Linked DNA regions of Mus musculus: all the other regions are linked to region 1. The links are chromatin contacts, called in public Hi-C and promoter capture Hi-C maps. All regions are on one chromosome and are shown on one strand. The core of a region is the stretch at or near the end of the contact, and the rest is flanking DNA. Distances in the headings are between cores, read along the strand shown. Region 1 holds the start of Ubiad1 (UbiA prenyltransferase domain containing 1). Region 2 holds the start of Pusl1 (pseudouridylate synthase-like 1). Region 3 holds the start of Aurkaip1 (aurora kinase A interacting protein 1). Region 4 holds the start of Atad3a (ATPase family, AAA domain containing 3A). Region 5 holds the start of Slc35e2 (solute carrier family 35, member E2). Region 6 holds the start of Ddi2 (DNA-damage inducible protein 2). Region 7 holds the start of Pex10 (peroxisomal biogenesis factor 10).

Region 1 (4,003 bases), core at 529-3,028:
GTGGTATCGGCCATTATCTGTTGAGCTATTTTGCTAGCCCATTCTATGCTTTTTGTTTGTTTGTTTGGTTTGGTTTGGTTTTTCGAGACAGGGTTTCTCTGTATAGCCCTGGCTGTCCTGGAACTCACTCTGTAGACCAGGCTGGCCTCGAACTCAGAAATCTGCCTGTCTCTGCCTCCCAAGTGCTGGGATTAAAGGCGTGCGCCACTACTGCCCAGCTTAAAATTTTATTGATATGTGTGTGCACATGTGTGCTGATGCCAACTGGGGCTCCAAGGGGGTGTTGGATCTCATGAAGCTGAAGTTAAATATGTTTGTCAGGCACCCAACATGGGTGCTGGGAACAGAACATGGGTCCTCTATAAAAGCAGTTTTATATATAGTGCAGTTGAGTTTCCCACCTTTGGGGAAATCACAGGGGTCAGCATATTGGAGTACAATAGAGAAGTCTTGGCCAGGAAAACCACCTTTGAGATCATGGCATCTCCCTTGCCAGGTAAGTATGAACATTTATTTATTTCTGTATTTTATGTACATGAATGCTCTGTTTGCACTGTAAGCCTGCATGCCAGAAGAGGGAATCAGATCCCATTACAGATGGCTGTGAGCCACCATGTGGTTGCTGGGAATTGAACTCAGGACCTGTGGAAGAGCAGCCTGTGCTCTTAACCACTAAGCCAACTGTAGGGGGGTCTCCAGCCCACAGTAAGAGATCTTAAAGGCTAAGCCATGTCTCCATCGGGGGAGCAGTGTTCATAATCCACTGCCAAACCAGTATTTTCACAACTTAAGGTTTCAAAGTATCCACGATACACACATTTTGGATTTCCAGTCAAGTGGCCTACTTTAGTAAGGCGTCTTTGACACGTCTACCATTCCTATGGAAGGTAGCAGTTTCCAGTTTAGGCAACTGGGACCTTAGAGCAGGAAACAGGCCAATTCTTACCTCCTGTGTAGAGAAAGGAGCCAGACAGGCCTCCGAAGTAGATGAGAGCCAAGTGTTCCAATTTCAGAGCGGACAGGTAGTAGAGGCAAGCAGCACAGACGCAGCCCAAGGTGTAGAGGAAGACTCCAAATCGAACAACATCCTGGGGCTCCAGAATTCTGTCCACCAAAGTTCTGTCATCACTCTTTTTGTGGTCAATGCCCTTGGAAAAGTCATAGTATGTGTTGACCAAATTGCCGGCCCCGTGTACAGCCAGGACAGCCACTGCACAACCCAACAACAGCCTGGGATCCAGGACACCCTGAGACCTGTAGGCCAAGGCACTGCCCAGGGCCACAGGGGTGAGTGAGGCACTGAAGCTCCAGGGCCTCAGGGCCAACACGTAGGAGGCGCACTTGTGCCTCCAGGATCGTTCGGGAAGCCTGTCCTGCTCGGGCCATTCGTTCTTCTGCGGGTCCCCGACCTTGGCTGTCTCTCCTGCCAGGATATTAATCTTCTCCCCCGGGGCCTGTACCGCAGCCATGGAAGCTACACGTGGCTAAAGTCAATTCTAAAAGTGAGCCACTCAAGGGGACCGCCCCAGGACGGAGACAGGCGGGACAGCCTGGCCTGACCTTTCTCTGGTTCCGCCCCCGGTCAGGGTTTGGGAGGCGGGGAAAACTGAAGACAGCAACCAGGCCATGCACCGCCACGGGGCCAGCGGCGCTGCCCGCCCACCTGTCACCTGAGCGAAGCCTGTCTGGGGTCGCTTCCCCCGTGCCACAACTCAATAACCCGCCTCAGCCCGCAACCCCTATCGGGCGGACGGCGCCGCCATCTTGTGCGTCGGCCTCAGGAGGCCGGCCCGGAAACTCGGACCTGGGGCGGGCAGGGCCCGGTGAAGGCCGGCGAGGGGCGTGGTCGGAGAGGGGTGTGGTCAAAGGCCAGAGCCCAGGTTCAACAAATTAGCTAAAAGCAAGTCACTGGAAAGAAGCAGCTGTTTAGCCCTCCTGGGATTTCAGGGCGTGTCGCTTTGCGTTATACTGGGCAGGTTCACTTACTGAAATAAGAAATAAGACTCATTTGTGGTTACCCCAATACATCCTACGTTGAAAGTATTGTGCGCATTGCTGGGCTGGTGGTGCATCCTTATGGCCCTAGAACTTGGGAGACGACGACAGGAAGAGAATTCAAGGACATCCCTTATTATATAGTGAGTTTGAAGCCAACTCAAGCTTCGTGAGATTATCTTTTTGTTTGGTTTTCGGTTTTCAAGACAAAGTTTCTCAGTGTATGTAGCCCTGGCTGTCCTGGAACTCACGCTGTAGACCAGGCTGGCCACGAACTCAGATTTACCTGCCTCTGCCTCCCAGGAGCTGAGTAAGATTAAAGGTGTGTGCCACCACCACCCTGCAAAAAGGAGATGGAGAAGAGGGAAGGGAAGGAGAAAGGAAAGGAAATGGAAGGGAAGAGAGGAGAGACCGAAAGAAGAAAAGAGAAGTGTTCATAAGCCAAGAGCTTGGAAAAGAAAATGCGGTACTATGTGATGGAACATGTATGTATAGCTGGAAGAAAAAGAAGTAGGAAGCTTTCTGTGTACTAAGATGTAAAGACCTACATGGTTTTTTGCTTTGTTTCTGGAGACAGGGCCAGGACTGATGGCTCAGCGGTTAAGAGCATTAGCTGCCCTTCCAAAGAACAGGGTTTGATTCCTAGCACCCCCAAGAGCTCACAACTGCTTGTATCTCCAGTTCCAGGGGATCTGACCCCCTATTCTGGCCTTTAAAGGCACCAGGCATGCATACATGCAAGAAGATCACACTAGATATACATATATACAGGCAAAACACCTATTCATAAAAAATCCAATAATAAAATGGCAGGGGCCTATATAGCTCAGGCTGGCTAGAAATTGGCAATGTAGCCCATAATGACCTTGAAATTTTGATCCAACCTTGAATCTCCTCCAACTCCCTGAGTGCTGGAATTACAAGCATTCACCCACACTTGGTTTTATGGGGTGCTGGGGATTCCACATGCTAGGCAGATAATCTACTATCTGAGCTACATCCCAACCCTACACCCTGCAGGCTTTTGTGAACATCCTAACGTGGGAACTGCCCCTGAGTCCTGTGAAAGAACAGCTGGTACTCAACGAGAGTTGAAATGTTGGAGGGAGGGGATGCTGCGATGGGGATGTAAAGTGAATTTTAAAAAATAAATGATCAGGAAAAATTAAAAACCACAAAAAACCCACACAGATGTTAGGCCAGGCAAGGTGGCACATGCCTTTTAGTCTAACACTCCAGAGGCAAGAGGATCGGTCAGTTCAAGGCCAGTCTGGTTTACATAGTGAGTTCCAGGACAGTTGAGGGACTGTCCAGTTTACATAGTGAGGCCCTATCTCAAAACACCGGAAACAAAACAAACAGTGAAAAAACAAGTTGAGGCTGGGCAAGGAGGTGAACACTTGGTAATCCCAGCAGTGGAAGAAGGGGCATGGTGGGGGGTGGGAGTCAGAGACAGGTCACAAATAGGAGGCCCTAAGAAATTCCTTTTATGTCTTTTGTCTGGCATTTAGACAAAACCCAGCATTCCTCCAGGAGCTTGAAGACATAGTTCCTAATTGCTAAAAGGGGTCATTCTTATAAATCTGAGGGCTTCCATTAACATATGACTAAGGTGAGAAGTTAGCCTCTAGACTCCCTCAGACCCTACTCAAGAGTCTCCATGGCAGCTCAAGGGCTCCTTTTCCCCCAGGTACACAGTCCCATGTAACCCTGGAGGTCCATTCTTCCCCATCACAGATAGCATCCATCCAGATCATAGAGACCATCCATCGACCCAGCCCGACCCAGCCCGCCCCACCCCCATAGCTTCTCTCTGCTTTCCCGAGACAGCCTTGGCAGTTGGAAATAAACTTTTTCTTTTTTCACCTATGGAGCAGCTATTTTGGTTTCTTTGCTGCACCCGTTTCATTCCCTTGAAAGCCAGTCTCACCTGGAACTCTACATAGCAAGTTTTAGGCCATCCAGGGATGTACAGCAAGGCACTGTCTTAAAAATAAAAAATAAAAGT
Region 2 (4,003 bases), core at 1,080-3,579, 7.4 Mb after region 1:
CCAAAGTTGTCATACAGCACTGACTTCAAGAACAGGCCACGGGCTGGAGCAACTCGAGCCTGATACTTGCCCAAGGGATCTTGACTCTCCAGAATCACTTTCACTTGTGTGGGTGCCAGGATCCCTAGCCCCACAGCCACCAACACAGCTGTCATCCTCCGCACCTGCAGCAGAGAGCTCAGGTTGTCACAGGTGTGTCTACCCGAGCCCATCCTGTGAGGGTTAAGACAGCCTACCTGTCTATAAAGGAAAGACTGGCTCTCAAACTCCAAGGTCCAGAACTGCAGCCTCCTAGGAACACAGACAGCTTTGAGGTCCAAGCTAAGGGCAGGCTCAGCCAACCTAGCTCACCATGTGGCTTCAGACAAGACAACGATTTATATACTGGTTTAAAGGCTTCCATCCAGGGTGGGTTCTTGCCTAGTTGACCACCAGTTCCAGAGGGTGAGCGAGTTTTGCATGACTTACTCGACTCTACATATACCATGAAAGGAAACAATTATATAACAGAGCATTGGTTAGTTTGTGCACGGGAAATAGCGATTGCTTTGGGCCTTCATGTTTTGGGGCTAAAGTATTTGTGCTGAAGCAGGACATAGCCAGCCCACCTATCAAGATGGAACCTAGGCCATGTGCTCTTGTGCCTGGTCACACCAAAGCCCCTTTACCAAACCCTTGGAGCTGGTTCCAGATGTTATGTTCTCAAGGTGAGCGGCTGATTCCTGGTGTTTGAAGCAGAGAACTTAACGTAGTCTGTCAAAGTGGAATGGAACTATTCGCTCTAGTGAAATCTTTTCAGAGACTGCCAGAACTTACCTGCTATAAAGAGCTATGGGTCTGGCAGGGCCCTCAGAAAGGCAACATTTTCCACCCTGTGCTCCCCAGGCTGGCAGAGACCCCACCCAACAGGAAGAAGACACAAGTTTCTGGCTCACCTTCTTACACCCTCTAGGCCCAATGGATGTGCAATATACCCATTTAGCATCATCTCACTTTTATTGAGGTATTATGAGTAATGACCCTGGTGGCCTCTAGTCCTGGCATAGTGAAAGGCTAGTCGTCTCACCTGCTCCCCTCGGGGAGGACAAATGGGCTGGCTGGACCAGGTGACACTGAGACTCTTCGAAGTGTGCGTACAGTATTTGTGACTGGGCTGCCAGCAGACTGGAAGGCACTAAAATCATGTGTCCCGAGGAGGTGCTGGGCAGCCTCCTGCATGGCCGCCATATCCAGGTACCTGCAGAGCCAAATGAGCATTATTGAGGAGAGCCCAGGCAGATGGATGGTGAGCCATTTTCTTCCCATTCTTAGCTCACTCACTCTGTCTGCAGAGCCCAGCATACATTTTGTTCAAACACAGGCAGTTGATTAGGCCAGGAGCAGCCTGTGGCCAGACGATATTGGTAGGTCCTGGAGGTGGCTGCGTGTCGAGCGTGGAAGTCGTTGGGCACTCGGAAGGCCTTCAGTACACTGTGGCAAGCAGATCTGGCTCATCCCAGGAATGAGTATGCCCAACTGTCCACACAGCACTATGGAAATCTCTGCCTCCCACCACAGTGGGGTGCAATGGTAAAAGACAAAAAAAAAAGCCCAGAACCATACCAAAACCCCGGGCTCACCGAATGGCCGGGTGCTTCAGGTGGGTGTTGAGGGCCTTGGCCACGACCTCCGGGGAGAAAGGCGACTGCCCTGGGCGGCGCTGGATGTCCAGGTGCGCCGCGTTGCTCAGGGCATGCACCCCGGCATCGGTGCGGCTAGAGATGGTGAACCTGACCGGGTCGACAGAGTTCAGCCGCTTGGCAGCCTCCTGCGGGAACCGTACAGGCGGCTGCCACATCGATGGCCGGAGTCCGTGGAATAGGAGGAGGAGAGTGGGTAGGGGTTGGAGCTGCCGACTGCTTCTTCCTCCCCAAACCGGTCCTCACCTCCAGGAAGTTCAGCACCCCAACAGCGCGCGGATTGCCCCTCACGGCCGCAACCCCACTGCGGAGAGAAACAGGAAGGAATTATCTGCGGTGTCTGTGGACGCTGTCCCGCCAGGGGTCTCGGCGCCCAGGCGCGTGGGTTCGGTGCAGGCCACTGTGTTCCTCGGCTCCTAAAATCCCGCATCCCGAGACCGATCGCGCCCGTCCTGGTCACCTCGCGGACTTCCCGCGAGGCCGAGTGGAGAACGCGGGGGTAACAGCGGGAAAACGTACTTGAAGTCAGTGCCCAAGTACTGCAAGAACACAAGGTAGCGCGCACGCACCGAGCCCACCGCCCCGCAGGAGCCCATATTTGAGCGGGCGGGGCGCTTGCACGTGGCCCGCGGTCGACCCAGCCCAGCAGGGACGGCGCCTGCGCACTGACTCGGTCCGCCCCGCCTGAATGGAGAGGCGGGGGCGGAGCCAAGCTTAGGGATCGGGTGCAAAGTGCGGTCCTCTAGAGCCGGCTATGTTTCCTGTCCTCGGCCTCACAGGGGCGCGATGATGGGTCGCTTCCGCACAAGCGACCTTAATTCGTTCACTCCCGATCTCCCCGCCGCCGTCGCGGAGTGTGTCCGTCGGCAGCATTCCAGCCGAGTTCACCACCGCCGTGATGCCTGAAGTGGGCGAGCCGTGCCCTTCCCTGTCCCGCGACCGAGCCAAACCACTCCGAAGCCCAACCGCCGAGGCCGGCCCAGCTCCCAGACCGTGGTGACCGAGGACAGAGCGCAGCGACAGGCGAGGGGATGCAGCGGCGCTTTTAGCGACGCTCCCCGGAGGTGACAGCGGGTGGCGCAGGCAGAGGCTGACTTTGGCGACGCTCCCCAGCGGTGACAGGCGGGGCGGGGCCGCGGCGCGCCGGGCTCAGACCGAGGCGGGCAGGCGGGCGGGCGGGCGCGGAGCGCAGCTCGGCGCGGGCGCCACAGACGGTCCACGGGCCGGGGATGCCGCTCGACGCGCCTTGGTCCTCCGCACAGTGAGCACCGCTCGCCGCAGCCATGACGGTAGAGTTCGAGGAATGCATCAAGGACTCGCCGCGCTTCAGGTGTGCTGCGGGCCCGGGGTAGGGCGCGGGCGGGGATGGGGAGCCGCCTTTGTGCCGGAGGCGGGCAAGGGGTGTCCAGCGTGGTGACCGCTCCGAGTCCACCTGGACGGAGCAGAAGACCTGGCACGGACAAACCGGCGGGAGCCGGAGTCGCGGTCCCCTAGCTGCGCAGCTCCGCCTCCGGCCTCGGGGGACCGGAACAAAAGACGCCCCTGTGCTGATCACCTCGCGCGCGGGGGTGAGTGTGCAGACCGCCTTGGGCAGCTGTGTGTCACTGGGCATTTGCGTCCAGTGCCATCTCTAGAACTGTCCACCCTTCTTTGTGTGTATGCTCTGGTGTGCCACAAGTACTGGGCTCCTCCTTGGCCCTGTAGTCCAATTCTGGCTAGGATTGTCTGGCACCCTGCTTGGTCTCTATCTTGATCCGTATGTCCAGAGCAGTGTATGGGTGCAACCAGCCGGAGCCATCAGGGCCTGAGATAGACACCTTGGTGAGAGTTAACGGATGTATGAGTGACCCAGGAGCCTGAAGGGGTAGAGGCTGTAAGGATGAGGAAGTCGTGTTTAGGTGGAAGGGTATGGGCCTTATTCACCTATGGGTTTGTTTCTTTTATTGTTCCTGGAATACAGTCGTGCACATCTGTGTGAACCACATGGCCACACAGATATACATCTGTTTCATTGAGTGGCATTTGGCAGACAGTAATGGAGTACCTCCTGTGTGTCATTTGAAATTTCGGACCTTCGTGAGGTGTCCCACCTCTGTATGTGCACACACACACACACACACACACACACACACACACACGGGGGGGGGGGGAGCATGTTCTGCCACTCTGCTCTCCTTGGTGCACATGAATGTGTGGGTGAGCTGTGATACGGAGTTGGTGTGCTTGATGCATGCACATAGCCTAGTGTGGATGGACACGTGTGTACATGTGCTACATCTCTGTGGATTCGTGAACCGTGTTTGCCATGCTACTAGACACATGTT
Region 3 (4,003 bases), core at 610-3,109, 7.4 Mb after region 1:
CCTTCCTTCCTTCCTTCCTTCCTTCCTTCCTTCCTTCCTTCCTTCCTTCCTTCCTTCCTTTCTTTCTTTCTTTCTTTCTTTCTTTCTTTCTTTCTTTCTTTCTTTCTTTCTTTCTTTCTTTCTTTCGGGTTCTTTCTGATTGGGAACAAACGAAAATCCCACGGAAGAATAGGAAGTACTCTTAACCACCAAGCCATCTCTTCAGCCCCAGCAGTGCTTTTTTTCTTAGGTTTTTATGAAGGATTAACCTTTGCAATTCCAGATCTGCCTTGGCAAGGTTAGTTTACAGTAGCAATACAATGTCATGGTGTCATGGCTATGTGTCTGTGTTTTATTGCCACCATGGCCAAGCAGCTACCCTGCCCTGGTTGGGCATGTTCTGTTTTGGCCTGGAGCCTGTTTGAGATACAGGGGGTCTTTTGGTTTTTTGAGACAGGGTTTCTCTGTGTAGCCCTGGCTGTCCTAGAATTCAATCTGTAGACCAGGCTGGCCTTGCAACTCAAAAGAGATCCATCTGACTCTGTTTCCCAAGTGCTGGGATTAAAGGCGTGGGCCACCACCACCCAGGAAAGTATAGGGATCTTAACAAGGTTGGCTTTACTCACCTCCTGGAAGACTAGAAACTTGCTAGTTCCCGGGATTGTGTAAGGAGGATGCTTTGCTTGGTCTCTTTCCAAAACTTGTTTCCACTTGCCCTTTCTCTTATTGTCCCTGACTCTACAAAGACCTGTCCCGATACGGGTTGTTGTGAACATGACCATTTCTCTGATGGATTTATTTACTTTTATTCATCTCCTTGAACCTTTAGTTATGCAATCCAAGGAGAAACACATCAAATAAAAGCTGGCCATGTTGAGGACTGGGAGCACCAAGGTGAGGGCTGGAATCTAGAGACTCCATTTGCCTTTTGTGGCTAAACCCAGGGTGAGAGTCTGAACTAAAGACAGACTAAAATGCATAAACCTTCCTGTTTGGGCTAGCGCAGTGGTTAAGTGCTTGCCACATAAACCCGACAACTTGAATGAGATCCCTGGAATTCACTTCCTTAAATGTGGAAGAAGAGAAATGACTCCATGTGTGCTGTGGCATATGCAGGTGCACATTGTGCCTCCCCTCTCGAAACATCATTAGAAAAGACAAATATCTCCAGCATCCCCTCTCGAAGGTAGGGTACACGCAACATCACTTTGTGACCTCAGTTACACAGCTGGGACGACAGCCTGCAATTTCTGCCCTCTTATTGGTTTATGTAACTTTAGCTAGGTTAATGCCTGAGAATGAGATATTTGGCCACTTTGTGTTAAGAATCCACAGAAATCCCTCATGCGAGGCATACGTAGTTTCTCAAATGAAGGAGAACCCTAGTCTTGCACCCCTGTCCATCGGAGCCAGCAGGACTTTCTGGTCCACACTGAGGTGCAGTGGATTGCTAGGCTCTTGCCAAGGAAAGCAGCAGCCGTATTCTGAAGAAGCTGCTTTTAAGTTTTGGGATAAAAATTAACGTGTGTGTGAGGATATTTAAATTTTTCCTCAGGGGGCTGGTGAGATGGCTCAGTGGGTAAGAGCACCCGACTGCTCTTCCGAAGGTCCGAAGTTCAAATCCCAGCAACCACATGGTGGCTCACAACCATCCGTAATGAGATCTGACTCCCTCTTCTGGAGTGTCTGAAGACAGCTACAGTGTACTTATATATAATAAAAAATAAATAAATCTTTAAAAAAAATTTTTTTTTCCTCAGGGCACACTAAAGAAATTAGGACTTTTTTCACTTGAGATTAGCGGCAGGGTAGGACCGCGGAGCAGGAACAGGGCGGAGTTTCTGAGGCCTCAAGAAGCAGAGCGCCCCATTCTGCAGCCAGCCTATCCCACAGGACTATTAAACGACCTGCCGCCCTAACAGGAGGAGCGCCACTTGTCACTTCCGCAGTCCTACGGTCCATGGCGGTACCCGGAGGCTAACCGGCTTGGGAGAGACGAAAGGAAAAAAATATATATATATATACTGTAAAGTCCGCGTGCACGCAGAGAGCACTCTCCGGGATTGTGGTGGGTGTCGGGTGTGGGCACTTTTTACCCGGAACGTTGTTGCTGCTGGACAACAGCGGCAGGGGAAGCGTCCCCTCCAACCGGAAGCGATCGCCTTCGGGCACGCAAGGATCGAGTTAGCGCAGAGCCGGGCACCAGAGGGCGCTGCGTAGGACCAGGGACCGGAAGTGGTCGAGGTCAGAGGCGACCTGATCGGTCCTAACTTCCGGGATTCGGTGGGCCTGTTGCGGGGCTCAGATGATGAGCGGCGGCGGAGCTCGCTTGGCCTGCGTCTGTTTGGTGCGTGCGAGCGTCGATATCGTCCTGCGCTGTGGGTTTCGCTGCCTGAGCGGGAACCGTGGGTGGGCGGCTTACAGCGACCACGCTGGTGGAGAGAAGTAGGGACAGGATTTGCGCTCAGAGCGACTTTTGAAGATGTCTCCTTATCGCGGGTCAGGGGGACCCAGGGTGATGGGATATGCGAGGCCTGCGGCCGAGAGCACTGCCCGTCGCCGCTGCGTGACCTCAGCTGGTTCCTGTGTTCTAGCTTTGAGCGCTGCCGCCGGACCAACTGCTCACCATGTTCCTGGCGCGCCTGACTTCACGGCTGGCCAGGACTGTTGTTCCCTGGGCAGGTAAGACGCCCCTGGACGCGGAATCCACACCTGACTTGGGGATGGGAATCATCGCGGCCCAGCTCGCCTTCAGTAGTCTCCTGTCGCTACTGGGAATAAGAGCCTGGGCACAAACCTTTTCCTGCGAGCTTGCATGTAGTATGTAGGAGCACATCACAACTCCAGACGGAAGGATAAGGGGCAGGCCTTACCATTTGGGTCTACATGTTGCCCTAGCCTGGGTAGTAGTGGTGTTCTGATCTGCTGTGATGGCACTAGTAGCAACTGTGTTGTTTCCCCAGGTTTCAGTCGTTCCTGCCCTGGCTCCGGGGTGATTGGCAGCTATGCTTTTCGACCCCTTTACAGTTTGCAGCCTGCAAGCCCAAGTCGGGCTGCCTCCCTCCCTGGTAAGAGGACCCAGTCAGAGCTTGAGGAGTTCCTGGTCCCCAGGAAGATGGCCATCAGTCCTCTAGAGAGCTGGCTGACTGCTCAATACTTATTGCCCAGACGGAATGTCGAGGTCCCAGTGACTCTGGCTCCCTCCCAGTTCTACGAATGTCCACCTAGGCAGGGGGAGGAGGAAGCCCAGCAGGGAGTCAGGGAAGCCTGGGATGCCACTCCAGTGCAGTGCAAAAACGTGCTGAAGATCCGAAGGCGAAAGATGAACCACCACAAGTACCGTAAACTGGTCAAAAGGACCCGGTTTCTACGTCGCAAGGTCCGGGAAGGACGTTTGAAGAAGAAGCAGGTGAATATGGGCACTCCCTTGGACCTAGACTGACAGTGGTTAAAAGAGGCTTTGCTCGTTATAATAAGTTGGTTGTCTCCTCTGCCCTTGCAGATCAAATTTGAGAAAGACTTGAAGCGCATCTGGCTTAAGGCAGGCCTGAAGGAAGCCCCTGAGAACTGGCAGACCCCGAAGATCTACCTGAAGAACAAATAATCTGGGTTCCTGTCCCTCTGGCTCTCTTGCTGCTTCTGACCCACTATAATAAATATTGGAAGGACTCAATTATTCTAGGCCGACCTAGAGTTTCTTTGGCTTGGTGTGAGATCTCTTCGGGTAAAAAAAGACTCTGTCATAGGAACCCAGGGCCCAAGTGTGCCTAATTGTCCTTGACCTCCAGCCTGACTAATCTGCCTCATTTAGAGATGTGTGCTCTGGGACCACTGAACAGCTCCAGGAAGGTGGACATCAATGTGAATACTGGGTGTCCTGGTGTCCTGGAGCTGAGGGGTACCTGGGTTAAGGGGAGTGCTGATTATGGAGTAAGAGATGATCTGTGAGGACTCAGGAGGGAAGCAGAAAAGGGAAGCTCAGATGTCTCAAGAGATGGCACGTGGTCCTCTGTAGTTGATGAGC
Region 4 (4,003 bases), core at 663-3,162, 7.3 Mb after region 1:
CAAGATTCAATTCTGAAACTCTAGGTGTGTCTAGAGAGTGATCTCCCCAACCCAGGAGTTACCGAGAGTTGTCCCCTACGTAACAGTGTAACAGGACACGGGATCATCTGCCAAGTCTTCTAATACTGGAAATGCCTTGAAAACCAGCCACTTTTCCTCATTTCAACCCAATCACTGAGATTATCTAGCAAACACAATAGATTATTTACAAAATTACTAGCTCTGCTGGACCTCAAGAGACAGGTGACCCTGGACCTCAATCTGAAGGCTCTGAATGTCTATATGGAGATTTGAGTCTGTGGGGCTCAAGAGACCATTGCCAAAAGTGGACAGGATCTCACAGTGTACCCCAACTAGCCTGGAACTTACTGTACAGAGCAGTCCAGCTTCAAACTCAGAGATCTGTCTGTCTCTGCCTCCCAAGTATTGGAATTAAAGGCATGAGCTCAAGACTTTTTTTTTTCCTACAAGAGCAGAGAATTGACTCACCAAGTGCCAGACTCTCTCTCAGAGGGTCTGCATATTATACCTATTTAAATTAGGGCTTCCCTATAGGATCTTTTGAAAAACAGAACACCCGCATAAACACAAAATTGAGAATGGAAACATCCTTCAATAAGTATTCATTCAACAAAGCTGACATTTCAGGCTTTTAAAAAATTTTTTATGTATTTGAGTTTTTGCCTGCATATAAGTATGTATATGTCTGGTACCCTTAGAAGCCAGAGGAGTCCTTGGATGCCCTGAAACTGGGGTTACAGAAGGTTTTGAGCTGTCATATAGGTGCACAGAATTGAACACAGGTCCACTACAATAGCAACAAGTGCTCTTAGCCTTTCAGCCATCTCTGCAGCCCCCTGCAGGCTCTTAAAAATATTTCAACTAGCTAGGCATAGTGACACACGCCTCAGGAGGCCGTGGCAGGTGGAGCTGTGATTTCTCTGACAGCCTGGTCTACAGGAGTCTCAGCCAGGGCTGCACAGTCTTTATAAAAACAAGAACAAACAAAGCAAAATAATCAAAAAAATCCACCTTACATTACACTTTGGCACAAACTGTCAACATCAAAACAAAAATGTGTCATTTGTTGGGAAAAGTCCTGGCCTTTGGGATCCATCAATGCTAAAATCTGTCTCAGAGAGGATCAACCTTTACGGACACCCTCACCTCACGTTCCACAGTGGAATGCTATCATCCAATAGTAAACACGACATCTACTCTCTCCTTTTTAAGTGAGAGATTGCTATTAACTACCACAACACAGGATCGCCTGACCTGGCTATGACTTTTGGCCTGCACCACGTGGAGGCAGCTAGAAAGCCCAACAGTAAAGTAGGTAAGGCCAACATTGGCACAGGGTCTCTCCTACGACCTACGTGTTGACAGCTACAAGTGCAAGAGGGTGGCAGGATCGGGGTCTCCCCCAATGCAGGACGGCTATGACCAAATGTCCCATAAGCGGCCATTCAGGTCACCTGAAAGGTACGGCTGCGAACGACCACTGTGCTGCTAAGACGTCAAGAGGACCAAAGTCCTAAGGGCAGCAGCTAGTGCCTCCGAGAGAAACCTCCCATTTCCCAGGGCCTCGGCCCGCCAAGCCCAGCCCGCGCACTCACGCGAGTGCTCCAACTCGCGAGCCGCTTTGGCCGCACGTTCCAGGCCCGTCGGGTCGAAGTTGCTCCATTTGTCCTTGGGCGATGGCCGGTCTCCCGCCCCGCGGTCACCGCCGCCCTCCGCCCCGGGTTGAGCGGGCGGCAAGGGCAGCGGAGGCCCTGTGCCTTCGCCCTTGGGGCCCTTGATGCCGAAGAGCCACGACATGGTCTGCAAGCTCCGCGCGCCCTCGGCGGACCGTACCGGAGCGTGACTCGCGAGGCTCCTCGCAGTCACCACGCGCCGCGGGCGCGACTCACTGCGCAGGCGCGAGCCACACCCCTTCCTTCTGGACGACGGAAACCTAGGAGGGTCAAGACGTTCTCAGCCGCCGGATTGGCCGCTGACATAGGGACGCCAGTGGCGTCGGTGGCACGATTTGCCCAGCTTTCTAAGGAGGCGGAACTGGACAGAGCTCCTGGACCAGGCAAATAGGAGCAAAGTTTTCGAGGTGGGTGTGCCTTCATCCTAGAAAACTTTTTTTTTTTTTTTTTTTTTTTTAAGCAAAGGTGCTATTCCTCTGGGGTCGTTCTGTACCTGTCGCTATAGGCATTTATGGAGACGCCCCAGCCACAGAGCCCACAGACGATCAGAGACACTGGACTCACACCACGGAGGGTCAGAACTCTTCTGCTGTGAATCCTACCCAAAGAACAGAAGAGGAAGGGAAAACCTGAAGGTGCTGTGGGTCTCCCGGAGCTAATTTTTTCCGGACTTGAGATGCCTCAGGTCACTGCAACTAAGGGCGAAGTAATCGGGGTGAGACCTCCAGCCGGGAGGACTAGAGAAGGGGTCCCTGGCGCCCCTCGACCGGCCGGGCACCCCTGCTGTGACCCCACGCTTTCTCGGAGCCGGATTCATGTATATCTGTGGCTGCTTTGAGCGTCTCCAGGCCAGCGGCTCCTACAGCCAAGCGTGCATAAGAATAAGAGAGTTACTTAGGTCAGAGACTTGGGCGCCTCTGACAAACAATCCTGCACCATTCTGCTACGATTGCTCAGGCGGTGTTTTGAGCCCGATCCTCTTTGGTGTTTTGGCAACCCACGGCGGCTATTGGCATGCTGCTGCTTTGCAGTACAAGCCAGAAAGCCAAGCCGACTCCCAGAGCCTGCAGAGGGTACATTACACTCAGGAGCTACTTAGAGTGAGGGCTGGTGCTCCAGGCTTGTGCTTGTTAGCCAGTGAGCGCTCCTTGGGAGCCTGCTGAGCCAGGTGCCTGCTCTGGACCTAGGGTTGACCTAACCTTTGGGCAAGTGGAAGGTAGCATGGACAGTGGCAGTTGTCACTAGGAACCCACATTTACCAAAGTCAGCGTCTTGGGTCCAGGCATCTTTCATAAAACCGGTTGAGTTCACAGAATTGTTTGGACTGTTTTTTAACACTGGACAAAAGGCAATTTTAAATGATAAAAAAGGAAGTTGAAGGTATGTTATTAGTCGTATTTATTTTTTATAAAACTTTAATTTTTTAAAATCTTACTATTAATGATAGTTCTTGAGTGCTGTAACCTTCCTTATAGCCCACCACCCATCAGAGATAGTGGAAAAAGGATATGGGGGAGGTAGACCTGTTTAGAAATGGTTCTTTGGAACAACTCCTGTCTATGTTGTCTGAAAATCAACAGTTCATTTCCCAGGTTAACAGCAGCAGCTCCATCCATTCCCATACACTTCACAAACACACTAACAGTCCAGTTCGATAGTCTGGATAACAAACATGAATCAGCAGTGGTGACACAACCTAACGGAGACAGCCAAGCCACCGCCTCTGTAGGAGGGACCAAGAGGAATGCCAAGAGAAGTTCTCAACTAGGCCTCTCTCTTTGCAACAAAGATCAGCAAAGATGTGTTGTACAGCTAGCTCAATAAGCAAGTCTAGCTCTGCTTCCATCACTGTCCATCACTGTCCAGTGTTTCTTGATATAAGGTTTCTTTGAGCTCTGACACTCCTGGAACTTAAGCTGCAGATCAAACTGTCCTGGAACTCAGAAATCTGCTACATCCCAAATGCTTGGATGAACCGTGTAGGTCACCACCATTTGTCTTAAATTTAAATCCTAAGATTATTCTACCTGTGACCCCTGTCCCCCAACAAAACCAAATGAGTTTCCCAGCAATAGCCAGACATCACTCATTGGCCATAAGGGTTTTTTGTTTGTTTGTTTGTTTGTTTGTTTTTAAATGGACAAACCACGTCTCTCATAGCAGTCGCCTTTGAGCTTAGATGGGTAAGTAAGGAGGGTCAGAGCTTTTTTTTGTTGTTTTTTTGTTTTGTTTTGTTTTTCGAGACAGGGTTTCTCTGTGTAGCCCTGGCTGTCCTGGAACTCACTTTGTAGACCAGGCTGGCCTCGAAC
Region 5 (4,003 bases), core at 996-3,495, 7.2 Mb after region 1:
TCCATAATCAAGATTTGTAAGCGTATTGGCTAAGATTAAAACTCTACAAAGTTTTCAGGATGTAAAGTAATTAAGTGAAAGAGTAAAATTAAAAGGTAAAAAAACTCTGTAAAATCTGTCACACAGGAAGAGTCACACAGGAAGTAGAAGGAGGGACATTCAGTTTGAAGAAGGTTTATTGAGAGAGGGGTATTGTTGGTGGGAAACAGCCTTGAGGCAGAAGGCAACTGGGTGCTTTCTCTGATTCTGAGCCGGCAGGCATCTGGTTCCTGAGTCTTCATTGGTAGACTCAAATGACTAAGATTTTACTGTCTAACAACAGTAAGAGGTTTATCCACAGGCATGGCTAAAATTAATTAATTCAAAATCAAATGTGTAATGAACGGAGAGCTCACCTATGTTTTTATTGTACAAGCTCCCTGAATCCTTTTTTTTTTTTTTTTTTACAGAAACTGGCACACTTTACATTGTGCATGAAGTCATACCAAATAACACCAACCAATCATTGCTGCAAGAACACCTCAGCTCCCATAAGAGAACACCAATTTATGAGCAGCAGTGTTTCCTAGCGTACATATGTTTTTTTGCTTTTAGAAGCACAATGTTTTAATTATAGAAAGCAAGGACTCTTGATATTTTCCTACTGCTTATTAGTAGGTTTTAGGATTGTATTGTCAGGATCACTTTAAAAATTACTAGTTGAGGGCTGGAGAGATGACTCAGTGGTTAAGAGCACTGACTGCTATTCTGAAGGTACCGAGTTCAAATCCCAGCAACCACATGGTAGTTCACACCCATCCAAAATGAGATCTGATGCCCTCTTCTGGGGTGTCTGAAGACAGCTACAGTGTACTTACACATAATAAATAATTAAATTTAAAAAAATTACTAGTTGAACCAGGCATAGTAACACATGCTTGTCATCTGAGCACTGTGGGGTAAGAGCAAGGTCAGGGTCAGCCCTGGCTGTACATCAAATCCGAAGCCAGCCAGGGATACACCAGCCCTGTCTCAAAACAAAACAAATACAAAACAACAATGACCAAATAAAACAACTCAATTAAAAAATGCTTACATAGGTGCGCATAATTCCAGAGTGTGAGAGGCAGAGATGTCTATTTCTGTGAGTTCAAGACTAGCCTGATGTACACAGTGAGTTCCAGGCCAGACAGGGGTACATAGTGAGACACTATCTTTTTTTTTTTTTTTTTTTTTTTCGAGACAGGGTTTCTCTGTGTAGCTCTGGCTGTCCTAGAACTCACTTTGTAGACCAGGCTGGCCTCGAACTCAGAAATTCCCCTGCCTCTGCCTCCTGAGTGCTGGGATTAAAGGTGTGTGCCACCATGCCGGCTCAGTGAGACACTATCTTAAAAGACAAAAACAAACAAAGGAAAGAACCCAACAACAACAAAATTCTTGCGTAAGTTTCTGAGTTGAGTTTCATTTTTAAAAATCGTTAAAACTTGGCTTGTGGTTAGGACAGAATTTCCAACTGATACGGTTCTAAAACATACGTCAATTCAACAAAATCAAACACACTTTGGTTTTGATAAAATCAAAACATCAACTCTGAAAAATGCTGAAGATACTCTATGTCCAGTGGTATGGGATATTCAGTCAAGATTTAATGATCTGTGCGAAAATTTAAAAAGCACATCTTCTCATTCGTAAGCCAGTTTGCCTTTGCTTTTAAGTGGTAAAACTGCACTGTGCCATTGTGTTCTAAAGACTTGTTTTTTGTTTGCTGAGACAGGGTCTCTCTACATAGACCTGGTTGTCCAGGAACTCACTAAGTGGACCAGGCTGGTCTCCGGCACCGGGCAAAGAATTGTTTTAAGATAGACTTAAGGTTGATTATCAGTAAACGTTTGATTTGCATATGGAAAGGGTTTTCTAGTGGAAAAGGTTTAAGAAGCTCCAACTCACTGTGCGAGATCTGAAGGAGAAACCTTACTAGTTTTCAAACAACCAAGAAAAAAACAAAGGAAGGTTTCACCAAAAGCAGAGCTGAGGCAAGGCACAACCTCAAACCTCTCCACAAAATGACCTTCAGGGATAAAAGGGGCCAGGAAGCATCTCACAGCCGGCGGCTACTTGGGGAGATCAGGCGACAGAGCAAGCGTCCTGCAGGAAGGCGGGGCCTCTGAGGCTCGACCAATGAGCGCCCCGTCGCTATGCTGCTGGCCCCGCCCCCATGGTGCTGACCCCGCCCCCATCCCGGCAGCGTCCAAGACTCGGAGAGCACGGGGGTTCCTCGCACGTTCGCCACTGAGCGCTTCTCGTCTTGTGACTTTCTGGTCAGATTTTAGGATCCTTGAAATCAAGCCCCTGGGTCTGACCTAGAGGGCGGCACCTTCGCGGCCTCAGAGGATTGGCTCCTTCACCTTGGTCTCGGTGGAACGTTCCGGAATGTACCACAGGCCAGAGGAGCGACACCTGCACGCTGGCCCAGCATGGCGGACCCCGCAGAGGTGGGACGCTCCGGAGGCGCCCACAGGAGGCCGCAAGGCGGTGCTGTGGCCCCGCATCGTCGCCCGCCCCGTGGTTTGCGGTGGGCCGCTACGGAAGGTGCGAACGCGCCGTGAGGGTGTCCTGGCTCCCCGTGGTGGGCCGCGGTGGAACGTTCTGGAAGGTGCCATTGTGTGCCTGTGTGGAGTGTGTCCTTCCCCCCCCCCCCGTAACAGCTTCCGGTGCGTCACGTCCGGCTCTCTCCCCGCCCACCCGTGTGTGTGTCCCAAATCTAAACCCTTAGGAGGGCTGTGGGAGGGCTCGCGGCTCTCGCCCTTGACTCTGGACCGCTCTGCCTAAAGCTGCTCGGCCCCGAGGCGGGCGCGGGCTGCATCTTCCGTGGGCGTGGGCTGAGGCTCTGCATAAACTCCAGTGGCAGCCCCAGAACTGAACCCCATCGGGGGCCGGGGGCATCCCGTCCTGGAGTCAGCCCGGGTTGGCACCGGGCGCGCAGGTGGCGGGCTTCGCCGGGCTGGACGCACAGGTAGGGTGGGGACAGTGATGGGCACCGGGGCGGGGGGATCGCGGGCGGGCTGTGACTGCAGCAGGCGCCGGAAAGGAAGCGATACCCAATGACAGGTGCAGGCACCCTGTCATCTGTCGGCGTGTACTGATTTTGCCTCCCCAAACGTCTTATTTTGTGCCGTGGAATGGGCGACTCAGCCAGGTCCCAAGCCTCAACTTTATTTTAGCCTGCCAGCGGTTTTTCTCCAACCGGTACTTTTCAGGCATGAAACAGGCTCTTTGCAGCATTGATGTTTTGAACCCTTGAAATGCAAAATAAAACAAAAAGTAAAACTGCAGACTGGGGGTGGGGGTGGGGGGGCCCTTGTTCAGTGTTTGTCTAGTCGCCCGCTCATGGGATGAATGTACTCTATTAAAAAAAACTGGAAAATAATTTTTTGTGCTTTTTTTTCTTTTTCTTTTTTCTTTTAAGACAGGATCTTTACAGGGTAGCCCAGTCTGGCCTTAAACTTGTGACCCTCCTGCCTCATCCTCTCAGTACCGCAATTATGGGACTGTACTACAAGTATCCCTGGTTGCAGAGCACATTTGAAAGCACACCGAGAGAATTTTAAATAGCAAAAGAAGGCCCATTAAGTGAAGAGATAGGAAGGCTTTTATATTAAAGTGATTCATTTCCAGTGCAGAAGATGGAGAGACAGAACAACATGAAGGACCTGTCCACAAGATGGAGATCCTGTGGCTGGTAATGTGGATGTCCCCAACTGTTTATGTCTTAATCTGAGCACACCACACCAGTGATCCTGAAAAGATCCATTCTTCAGAAGTGATAAACACTATCATAAAGCCACAGGGTGCAATGTGCTACTTTAGTCAGGAGTGAGTGACTGTCCCTTCCGTACAAATTCTTCACTACTGAGTGAAGTGTCACTGTTAGAAGCAGGATGGGGGGCAGATTGTGAGCCCATGCAGGCCCTTTTCTGAGTTATTATTTCCCTTAGATAAACTTTTAGACATGCATGGTACTTGG
Region 6 (4,003 bases), core at 423-2,922, 6.7 Mb before region 1:
GGCTCAGGCCTTAACTCCAAACATTTGGGAGGCAAAGTCAACAGGGATCTCTGAGTGTAGATGGGAGCCAGTGTTTTATATAGTGAGACCTGCCTTAAAAACAAAACAAACAACAACCAGCAATTAATCAATCCTCTAAAAAGTCAAATCTCCCCCAGCCCCCCAAACTCCCTGGTCCTAGCTTGCCCCTGCTACCTGTATGAGGAGGCTGACCAACAGGAATGGGGTCCTAGGTTTTTGTGGGTTAATTTTTCTGTGGAAATTGGGGGAACTGTTTATTCCCAACTTTTGCCAGACCGCGTATGTGAGTGACACCTCCTTCCCTAAAATAGATCCTTCCAGAAAGAGCTGCATGCCAAGGTTCTAAAGTTCACATTGTGTGAAGGAATGGTACTTCTGAACACAATATTGACACGCAGAGTTTACCGTAAGTCAGGACAGAACAGGCAGTCGTTGGGCAACAGTTTTTGGAACTATTTCATAATTGCAGAAGGAAATCAAGATTTACATTCTGGGGCCTTGGGAGCTGTCTATAATTTTCTGGTGTTTAGACTACACCCAGCGGGGGCCACTTTGGTTAGAATCTTAAGGGATTTAGTGCAAAGGTTACAAAATAGTCCACCTATTGTTTGATGAAGTCTACTAAGGACACCAAAGCATTTTGAGAATATATTTTCTTGTTAAAACATGAGAAGGCTGAACTCCTGGCCGCCGAATCCCTCGGGGGTCTTCAGACAGTAGGCCATTTTCAAGCTAATATCCTTCGAAAGCACTGAGCTTTGAACTGACCCAACTAAACTGGGCCCAGAAAGGAGGAGGGCTTTGGCCTGAGAGAAGCAGACAGACTGAGTTAACCTAACCATTACTTTAATTAATATATGACATATATATATGTGTGTGTGTGTATACATATATAATAAATTAACCAAAAATGTATGCATTTCCAGAGACGTCAATGGCAGAGTGAGTCTCAAACTTTTTCCCCTCACTTTCAACCGCAAATCTGCATTCTCCCAGGTAGTAAACTGCGCATATTGGAGCGGTCCAAATAAGCGAACCCCAGGCAGGCGTCGTTCTCCCAGTGATCCAAACTGGTATTTCTGGTCGGAAAGTCAGGAGATCCCGGATGAGGACCCAGGCTCCCGAAGGCCAGAAGGTGGGGAGGGCTGCCCGCCCGCGCACGTGCCCCTCTAGCTGCAGTGGGTGCATCCACGGGCGGCTGCAGGACTCGGCCCCCGCCGGCCCCCAGCTCCCCCCGCCCCCGGCCACAGCGGCCGGAGGCCCCCGCTCGCTGCCGCACCCCGGCGTACCTGGCTCTCGGCGGCGGGGATGCCGGACTCGAGCTCGCACAGCGCGCGGAAGTTGTGCAGCTCGAAGTCGGCGTCGACCTGGAGGGAAAAGGTCACCTCGGAGAGGTCCCTCCGCACACAGTACACGGTGAGCAGCATGGCCCGGGCCCGACCCGGCTCGACTCGGCCCGGCCTGGGCGCTGGGCGGAAGGCAGTCGGCGGCTGGGGAGACCTGGCGGCAGCGGCGGGAGGGCGACGGGCGCGGGCTGCTCGCTCGCTCGCTCGCTCGCTCCTTTCCTCCCTCACACGCGCGCAATGACTCACTCGCTCCCGCCCTCGGCAGCCAGCGCGGCCGCCGCCACCCGCCTGCGACGCCGTCTGCCTGCCTGCCGGCCTGCCTCCCACCGCTGCCGTCAAGCTCGCGGGCCGCCCGCCCGGCGCCCCGCCCCGTCGCAACGCCACGGCCGTAAAGCGCGCCAGGCTGCCGGCAGCCTTCGCGACGCTAGGCTGTGGGGCAGGGCGGGGCTGGGGAGACTGGAGGGAGGAATGGGGATGCGGGGTGGGGGAACCCCACGATTTAATGCTTGAGCTCCGGAGTATTCCAGGATCCCAGTCCCAGTTAGTCATCCAACGGGGACCTACTGTGCGAATGGCGTGTGCATAAAAATGGTTGAAAGACAAATTAAGCACATCTTTCTAAAACAGAGTTTTCGTAATGGAAGTTGTCATTTCAGTAATATTAACTCGGTTTCGACTTGGTAATGAATGTAGGACGAAAATCCAGATCCTTTGCTGTGCTCGAGGCCCATCCCAGCCTGCGGGCTGGCATGGCTGCGCTGGCAGCCACACACACACAGCACAGTTCTTAGTTAACTCACTCTCAGACTGCATCCAGCACTGGACGTTTACTGGGTACGGTTTAGAATTTACTCCGTATACTGGGACTGGTAGCGCAAACCTGTAATCCCAGCTACTCAGGAGGGTGAACAGAAGGCTGGCAAATTCCAAGCCTGCCTGGATCATAAGTGTTCCAGTCTGAACAATTTACTTTAATGGTATAGATAAAATACCTTGTTGACATCTTGCCTACCAGGACCAAGCTCAACCTCAGCAGGACAAAAAGACAGTACTTGGGAAACAGTCGTTATTTTAGTGGCCACTCAATTCATAAGAAGATGTAGATACCAAGAATGGTAAAAATCCGAAAACATCTCCCGGGCCCACTAGGGTGGTCCACATTTGTAATCCCAGCACTCAGGAGTGTTTGGTTTCCAGTCCTGGATTAGGGGCTGAGGTATGCATTGTACAAATCAAAGGCTCAAGGTTCTCCTGACATCCCTCTGTCCCTACCTGGCAGGGACTCAGCTGCCCTTCCCCCAGAGACTCTTCTGCATTTAATACAGATATCATATCATATATGATATCATTGGTCTCTCTCTCCCCCCCACCCCCATTCTCTTTCTTTCTTTCTCTCTTTCTCTCTTTCTTTCTTTCTTTCTTTCTTTCTTTCTTTCTTTCTTTCTTTCTTTCTTTTCCCTCTTCTCCTTTCCCTTCCCATGGCGACTAATATGGCTTCCTTCCTCTCCTTCCTTGGGACCAGTGAATTCGTCCTCCTGACAGAAGCTTCCCAACCCAACAAACCCGCATTTACGACGAGCTAATCTGTCTTGAATTGGTTCATTTCACCATCATCCAGGAGCAGAGACTGCAGGATCACTACAAGCACAAGGATTTCCACTCCTGGCTCCGTGGAGCGAGGAGCCTCCTCCAGCAGAACAGGAAGGAAATGGGAAGCAGGGTGGCTGTGGATGCTGCAAGAACTTCACTTTGCAGAAAAGACAGAATACATAGGCGCAAGACTTTTACAAAAACAGAAGTGGAGACGCTGGGACCACAGGACAGGGCTGAAATCAAGCATCCGTGACAGAAAGCCCAGCTGCTGTGCCAAACGAAAAGAAAATTGCAATGAAAATGTCAGCTAGAGAGCCTTTCAAAATGGAGTTAGGAAACTTAAGTAAGGTTTGTGAGGATGCCAGATGCCCCACAGGATGTGAACTCCAATCACCCCACTGTGATTGCGTCTCCACAGTTAGTGGGCACCAAGATGTTTATTGTGGCATGAATTGTTCCTTTAGAAATTTAAAACTGTAAACCAGGCAGTGGCGGTGCACATCTTTAACCCCAGCACTTGAGAGGAGGCAGAGGCAGGTGGATCTCTATGAGTTCCAGGGAAGTCTGGTCTACAGAGAGAAACCCTGTTATATGTATGTGTGTATTGGCTGCATGTTTGTCTGAGCACAAGTATGGATAGTGCTGGTGAGGAGGAAAAGGATGTCAGGTTCCCTGGGTCTGGAGTCGATGGCCGTTGTGAGCTGACATATGGGTGCTGGGAACTAAATTGGATCTAACCTCTAGAAGGGCAGCCAGTGCTCTTATCTGCTGAGCCATCTCTCTAGCAGCCCAACCCTTTTTTGAGAGAGTGTCTCACTGTGTAGCCCTGCAATTTATTGTGTAGAGCAGGCTGGGTCTTGAACTCAGGGAGACCCACCTGCTTCTACCTCCCAAGTGCTAGGATTAAAGGTATACGCCACCACGCTGGTTTGAAAGCAGCAGTCACATAGAGCCTTTCATACGACTCCAATTCTTTCCCAATTTCAATGGAGTTTTTTCGCTCACCCATTTCAGACCAAATTTTCCCTGCCTTCTCTCTTTGC
Region 7 (4,003 bases), core at 593-3,092, 6.6 Mb after region 1:
AACAGAGTGGTGGGGCTGGAGAGATGGCTCAGTGGTTAAGAGCACTGACCGCTCTTCCAGAGGTCCTGAGTTCAAATCCCAGTAACCACATGGTGGCTCACAAACATCTGTAGTGGGATCTGATGCCCTCTTCTGGTGTGTCTGAGGAGAGCAACAATGTACTCACAAACATAAAAATAAAGAGTTTTTTAGGAGCTGGTGAGATGGGTAAGAGCACCCGATTGCTCTTCCGAAGGTCCGGAGTTCAAATCCCAGCAACCACATGGTGGCTCACAACCATCCTTAACGAGATTTGACTCCCTCTTCTGGAGTGTCTGAAGACAGCTACAGTGTACTTACGTATAAATAAATAAATCTTTAAGAAAAAAAAAAAAAAAAAGAAAACAGAGTGGCCAGAGCTGGCAAACGACATCAGGCAGGACAACAAAACCCACAGCGTGTATGACTTTAGAATTAGTTGTTGAGCTGGGCAGTGGTGGCTCACACCTTTAATCCCAGCACTTGGGAGGTAGAGACAGGCAGATTTCTGAGTTTGAGGCCAGCCTGGTCTACAAAGTGAGTTCCAGGACATCCAGGGCTACACAGAGAAACAGGAGCCTGGCCTTTCTGTCCTCCATCCTTGAAGCAGGAGGAAGAGTTTACAAGGAGAAAGTCACAAGGCTCAGTCTTAGGATCCTTGTGCTTCAGAAGGCAAGGGGTGGGAGGTGGCAAGGGCCGTATGCCCCTTCCGTAAGCAAGAGCTCTCGCTCTACCTCCACCGCAGAGTTCTGGAACCCTGAAACACTGAAGCAAAGGGGGACTCCAGGCCACATGGTCATCCGAGAATCCAGAGAACTGATCTACAATGATGTCACTACTCATCTTGCCCTTCCACTTTCTCTCCTCACTGAAAAGCCTCTTGTTTCCCTGATCTGTGCAGGATCTGTTTGGGTTAACAAGCTCTAGCAGCCCAAGCTAGTAGAAAAGATGGGCTGATAGCTCCACCTGCTGGCCATCTTGGGTTTTGTCCCATAGGAAGAATCCTTGAGAGCCCACAAAGGAAGAACTTGAGGATCAAGGCACCGCTGTGCCTAGGATTTAAGCCCACGGAGAGAGACGCTTACTTAGGCCGTATCCCTGAGAACAACAGATACTTGAATAGTGTTTCTGGTCTTGTTCCCCATGGCTGAGAGAAGAGAATGCAAAAAAGCAGTCGCGTGTAAGGAGCAGTCCAGGCGGGGACACTTAGAACAGGCCATACCCCATGGTTATGGTAGAAATGAGCTTCCAAGTTTGAAAAGTCTTCCAGCACAAGCGGCCTTGGGCCTTCAGAGAATCTACATTTCAAACTGTCACATTTGATTTGGCTAGAAGTTCATGCCTCTGCATGAGCCGTGACTGCCTCCTAGCAGTGGTCAAAGGTGCTATCTGGGATTGCCCAACCCAAGCTGAAGAAACCAGGGCATGGGCAGGGAGGAACTCCAACAACTGGAGCCTTCAGCAGTCCGTTGGAATCACGTGGCTATCCCAAAAGATCCACTTTTGCAGCCCAGAGACACGTACCTCCTGCCAGAAAACTGAACCTGAATCAGGCCAAAAACACATCTGCGAGGCTGAGCTTTCTCGGGGGTCCTACCCACTAGGTATCTACCTCCTCCCTGTCATTACCCGCCACTTCACTGTGCCGCTTCACCCTCCAAGCACAGACCACACCCCTCCCCGGGTAGCCCCACCCCTATGTCGTGGACACGCCCACTACTCCGCCTCCACAGATGTCACGCCTAGGCTCCGCCTTCGCCCGCGTGGTGTTCGCAGCCTCAGCCCCACGACGGACGCACGTCGAGCGTCACAGGCCCCGCCCACGAGGTGCGCAGGCGCGGTGCGAGCTCTGCGATTCGGGCCATGGCGCGGGCGGGTGCCCCTGAAGTGATCCGGGCAGCGCAGAAGGACGAGTACTACCTGGGAGGCCTGCGGAGCGCGGCGGGTGAAGCGCTGCACAGCCTAGCGGGTGAGCGTTCCGGGCACCCAGACAGGCGGCAGCTCCAGAGTTTGCTTGGAAAGCGGGGATCAAAACAGAGGTACACACTGCTGACCACATTGCAGGTCTCTGCTTTAGTGTTTCTCAAGCATTTGCCCATTTATTCTCCAGACGCCCCTACAGGGTGGACCTAACGTCATTACTCTCATAGGTAGACACGTGGATCACACAGGCAGGGATTTGGGATTTCAGAGAGCCGAGGTTTGATACTAAACAGGTCGCCTCTGGCTTATGTTGTTAGCACTACCTAGACTTTCCTGGGCTCCATGTCTCTAGGACAGTACCTGACTCAAGACAGTTACAGTCGGGGCTTCTTAAGAGGCGGTCTTCGTCTCGGAGACATTCCGGTCACCAAGGGCAGCAGAGGAGGTGAAGGGAGAGACGAGTTGTTGAGGGTCGTCTTAGGAGTGACTTGACTTGGACTTTACCTGCCCTTCGGGAGTGACAGGGTTTCTCTGTGTAGCCCTGGCTGTCCTGGAACTCACTCTGGTCAGTCTGGACTCGAAATCTCTGCCTCCCAAATGCTGGGATTAAAGGCGTGTGCCACCACTACCCGGCTGGGAGTCATCTTAAGAGAACCACTTCACCTCTCTAGAGCTAATATTTTTCTTCTCTCAGGTGCAAAGAAATGGCTGGAATGGAGGAAAGAGATCGAGTTGCTCTCGGACATAGCCTACTTTGGCCTCACCACAATTGCAGGTAGCTGTCTGTGCTCGGCAGGTCCTGGGCACTGAGGGGCCCACAACCCACCCAGGTCTGGAGGGGATGCTTGAAGGCTCCTGGAAATCACCTGCATTAGTCTCTGTTTCCGGGAAGGAAGATACTGGCCAGAGGGCACTCACTGCCCCAGACTTTCTCTCAGCAGGATGGGCTTTTCCATTTATGGGGTACGAGGCAGATAAAAAGGAAGAGGCTATCGAGTGGGGGGAAGGGTACGAGCAGGGTCATGGTGAGACACATGGAAAGATCACAAGGTACTCCACAGGGCTGGCCTCAGGAACAGGAAGTCAGGATTCATCGTCTGCATGGTGGAGTACTAGAAGCTAGCTGCAAGCCATGGGTAGGCTTGGGGGCTTTTTATTCTGACTCCATGTGACAGCGTCAGGTAAGCAGTGGTATGTATGCCTGATACTTAGGACTCAGCCATCATCTAGAAGGTAGAAAGCCACAAGATCGGATCCCATCACTTGGACAGGGGTATGAGTTCAGCAGAGGAAGGACTGGAAAACAGAATAAAGACTTAAGGGAGTAGGAACCAACAGGAGATGCAAGGCCCATTCCAGAGTGGCCGTCTCTGTGACATGGTGAAATCACAGCAAGGCCACAGTGGGTTTAACAAGAAGTTGTGCTGGCCTTGGCTAGGTCTCAGGGTGACTGGTGAGGCTGGAGGGGGGACGACGACACAGGCTGGCCCGGAAACTTGTCCCTGGACCCTCATCACTGTGTATTAATCCTCAGGCTACCAGACCCTTGGGGAGGAGTACGTTGGGATCATCCAAGTGGACCCATCCCAGCAGCGTGTGCCCTCCAGGCTCCGCCGTGCAGCGCTGGTTGCACTGCATGCTGTCTTGCCCTACCTGCTAGACAAGGCACTGCTGCCCCTGGAGCAGGAGCTGCAAGCCGATGGCGATGCTCCCCGGGCTTCACAGGGCAGTCTGCTACCTGGAGGACGCAGCCGATCAGGGGCACGGCGCTGGGTGCGTCACCACGCAGCCACCCTGACTGAACAACAGAGGAAGGCCCTCCAGCGGGCAGTCTTCATCCTGAGACAGGGCTTCGCCTGCCTCCATCGGCTCCACGTGGCTTGGTTTTATATTCATGGTACCTTCTACCACCTGGCCAAGAGACTAGCAGGGATCACGTATGTAAGTAGCCATGCCAAGGGGACTGATATTCAGGCAGGGATCCTCTGAGCAGCATACTTGGGGACCCATGCTGACATGATCGCAGCCAAGTGTTCTGCTTCCAAGTTGCAATCGAAATTCT

What was found. Promoter capture Hi-C pulls out the DNA fragments that hold promoters and counts their contacts. A called contact is a pair of places that touch in the nucleus more often than the background predicts.
Region 2: a contact with region 1 is called in a promoter capture Hi-C map of pre-B cells. The contact joins the promoter of Pusl1 here to the promoter of Ubiad1 in region 1. A contact is called at or near these places in 3 of 39 promoter capture datasets (cranial neural crest, maxillary cranial neural crest and pre-B cells).
Region 3: a promoter capture Hi-C map of second pharyngeal arch cranial neural crest shows a contact between it and region 1. The contact joins the promoter of Aurkaip1 here to the promoter of Ubiad1 in region 1. A contact is called at or near these places in 3 of 39 promoter capture datasets (cranial neural crest, pre-B cells and second pharyngeal arch cranial neural crest).
Region 4: a promoter capture Hi-C map of pre-B cells shows a contact between it and region 1, with 2.4 times the contacts expected there. The contact joins the promoter of Atad3a here to the promoter of Ubiad1 in region 1. A contact is called at or near these places in 4 of 39 promoter capture datasets (cranial neural crest, frontonasal cranial neural crest, maxillary cranial neural crest and 1 more).
Region 5: a promoter capture Hi-C map of pre-B cells shows a contact between it and region 1. The contact joins the promoter of Slc35e2 here to the promoter of Ubiad1 in region 1. A contact is called at or near these places in 2 of 39 promoter capture datasets (cranial neural crest and pre-B cells) and 1 of 9 other capture datasets (pancreatic islet).
Region 6: a promoter capture Hi-C map of pre-B cells shows a contact between it and region 1, with 2.6 times the contacts expected there. The contact joins the promoter of Ddi2 here to the promoter of Ubiad1 in region 1. A contact is called at or near these places in 3 of 39 promoter capture datasets (cranial neural crest, frontonasal cranial neural crest and pre-B cells).
Region 7: a Hi-C map of B cells shows a contact between it and region 1, with 5 read pairs. The contact joins the promoter of Pex10 here to the promoter of Ubiad1 in region 1. A contact is called at or near these places in 1 of 39 promoter capture datasets (pre-B cells) and 1 of 484 Hi-C or Micro-C datasets (B cells).

Annotation. Positions count from the first base shown.
Region 1 is chr4:148,442,982-148,446,984 of GRCm38.p6, forward strand. Ubiad1 (UbiA prenyltransferase domain containing 1) reads right to left here and starts at 1,779. Exons shown (of 2, transcript NM_027873.3): 1 at 947-1,779. The coding sequence starts at 1,469. It also overlaps the pseudogene Gm23303.
Region 2 is chr4:155,889,433-155,893,435 of GRCm38.p6, forward strand. It overlaps Pusl1 (pseudouridylate synthase-like 1), which reads right to left and starts at 2,330. Exons shown (of 8, transcript NM_001033490.1): 1 at 2,199-2,330; 2 at 1,926-1,983; 3 at 1,620-1,807; 4 at 1,321-1,470; 5 at 1,067-1,237; 6 at 237-291; 7 at 2-164. The coding sequence starts at 2,275. It overlaps Acap3 (ArfGAP with coiled-coil, ankyrin repeat and PH domains 3), which reads left to right and starts at 2,443. Exons shown (of 24, transcript NM_207223.1): 1 at 2,443-3,009. The coding sequence starts at 2,963.
Region 3 is chr4:155,829,410-155,833,412 of GRCm38.p6, forward strand. Aurkaip1 (aurora kinase A interacting protein 1) reads left to right here and starts at 1,860. Exons shown (of 4, transcript NM_025338.4): 1 at 1,860-2,326; 2 at 2,574-2,661; 3 at 2,943-3,388; 4 at 3,482-3,689. The coding sequence starts at 2,607. The coding sequence ends at 3,583.
Region 4 is chr4:155,759,186-155,763,188 of GRCm38.p6, forward strand. It overlaps Atad3a (ATPase family, AAA domain containing 3A), which reads right to left and starts at 1,913. Exons shown (of 16, transcript NM_179203.3): 1 at 1,617-1,913. The coding sequence starts at 1,818. It overlaps Atad3aos (ATPase family, AAA domain containing 3A, opposite strand), which reads left to right and starts at 2,007. Exons shown (of 3, transcript NR_027972.1): 1 at 2,007-2,101; 2 at 2,200-2,592.
Region 5 is chr4:155,599,171-155,603,173 of GRCm38.p6, forward strand. It overlaps Slc35e2 (solute carrier family 35, member E2), which reads left to right and starts at 2,246. Exons shown (of 9, transcript NM_177186.4): 1 at 2,246-2,568.
Region 6 is chr4:141,721,747-141,725,749 of GRCm38.p6, forward strand. Ddi2 (DNA-damage inducible protein 2) reads right to left here and starts at 1,673. Exons shown (of 10, transcript NM_001017966.2): 1 at 1,311-1,673. The coding sequence starts at 1,448.
Region 7 is chr4:155,065,188-155,069,190 of GRCm38.p6, forward strand. It overlaps Pex10 (peroxisomal biogenesis factor 10), which reads left to right and starts at 1,843. Exons shown (of 6, transcript NM_001042407.1): 1 at 1,843-1,987; 2 at 2,636-2,716; 3 at 3,476-3,882. The coding sequence starts at 1,882.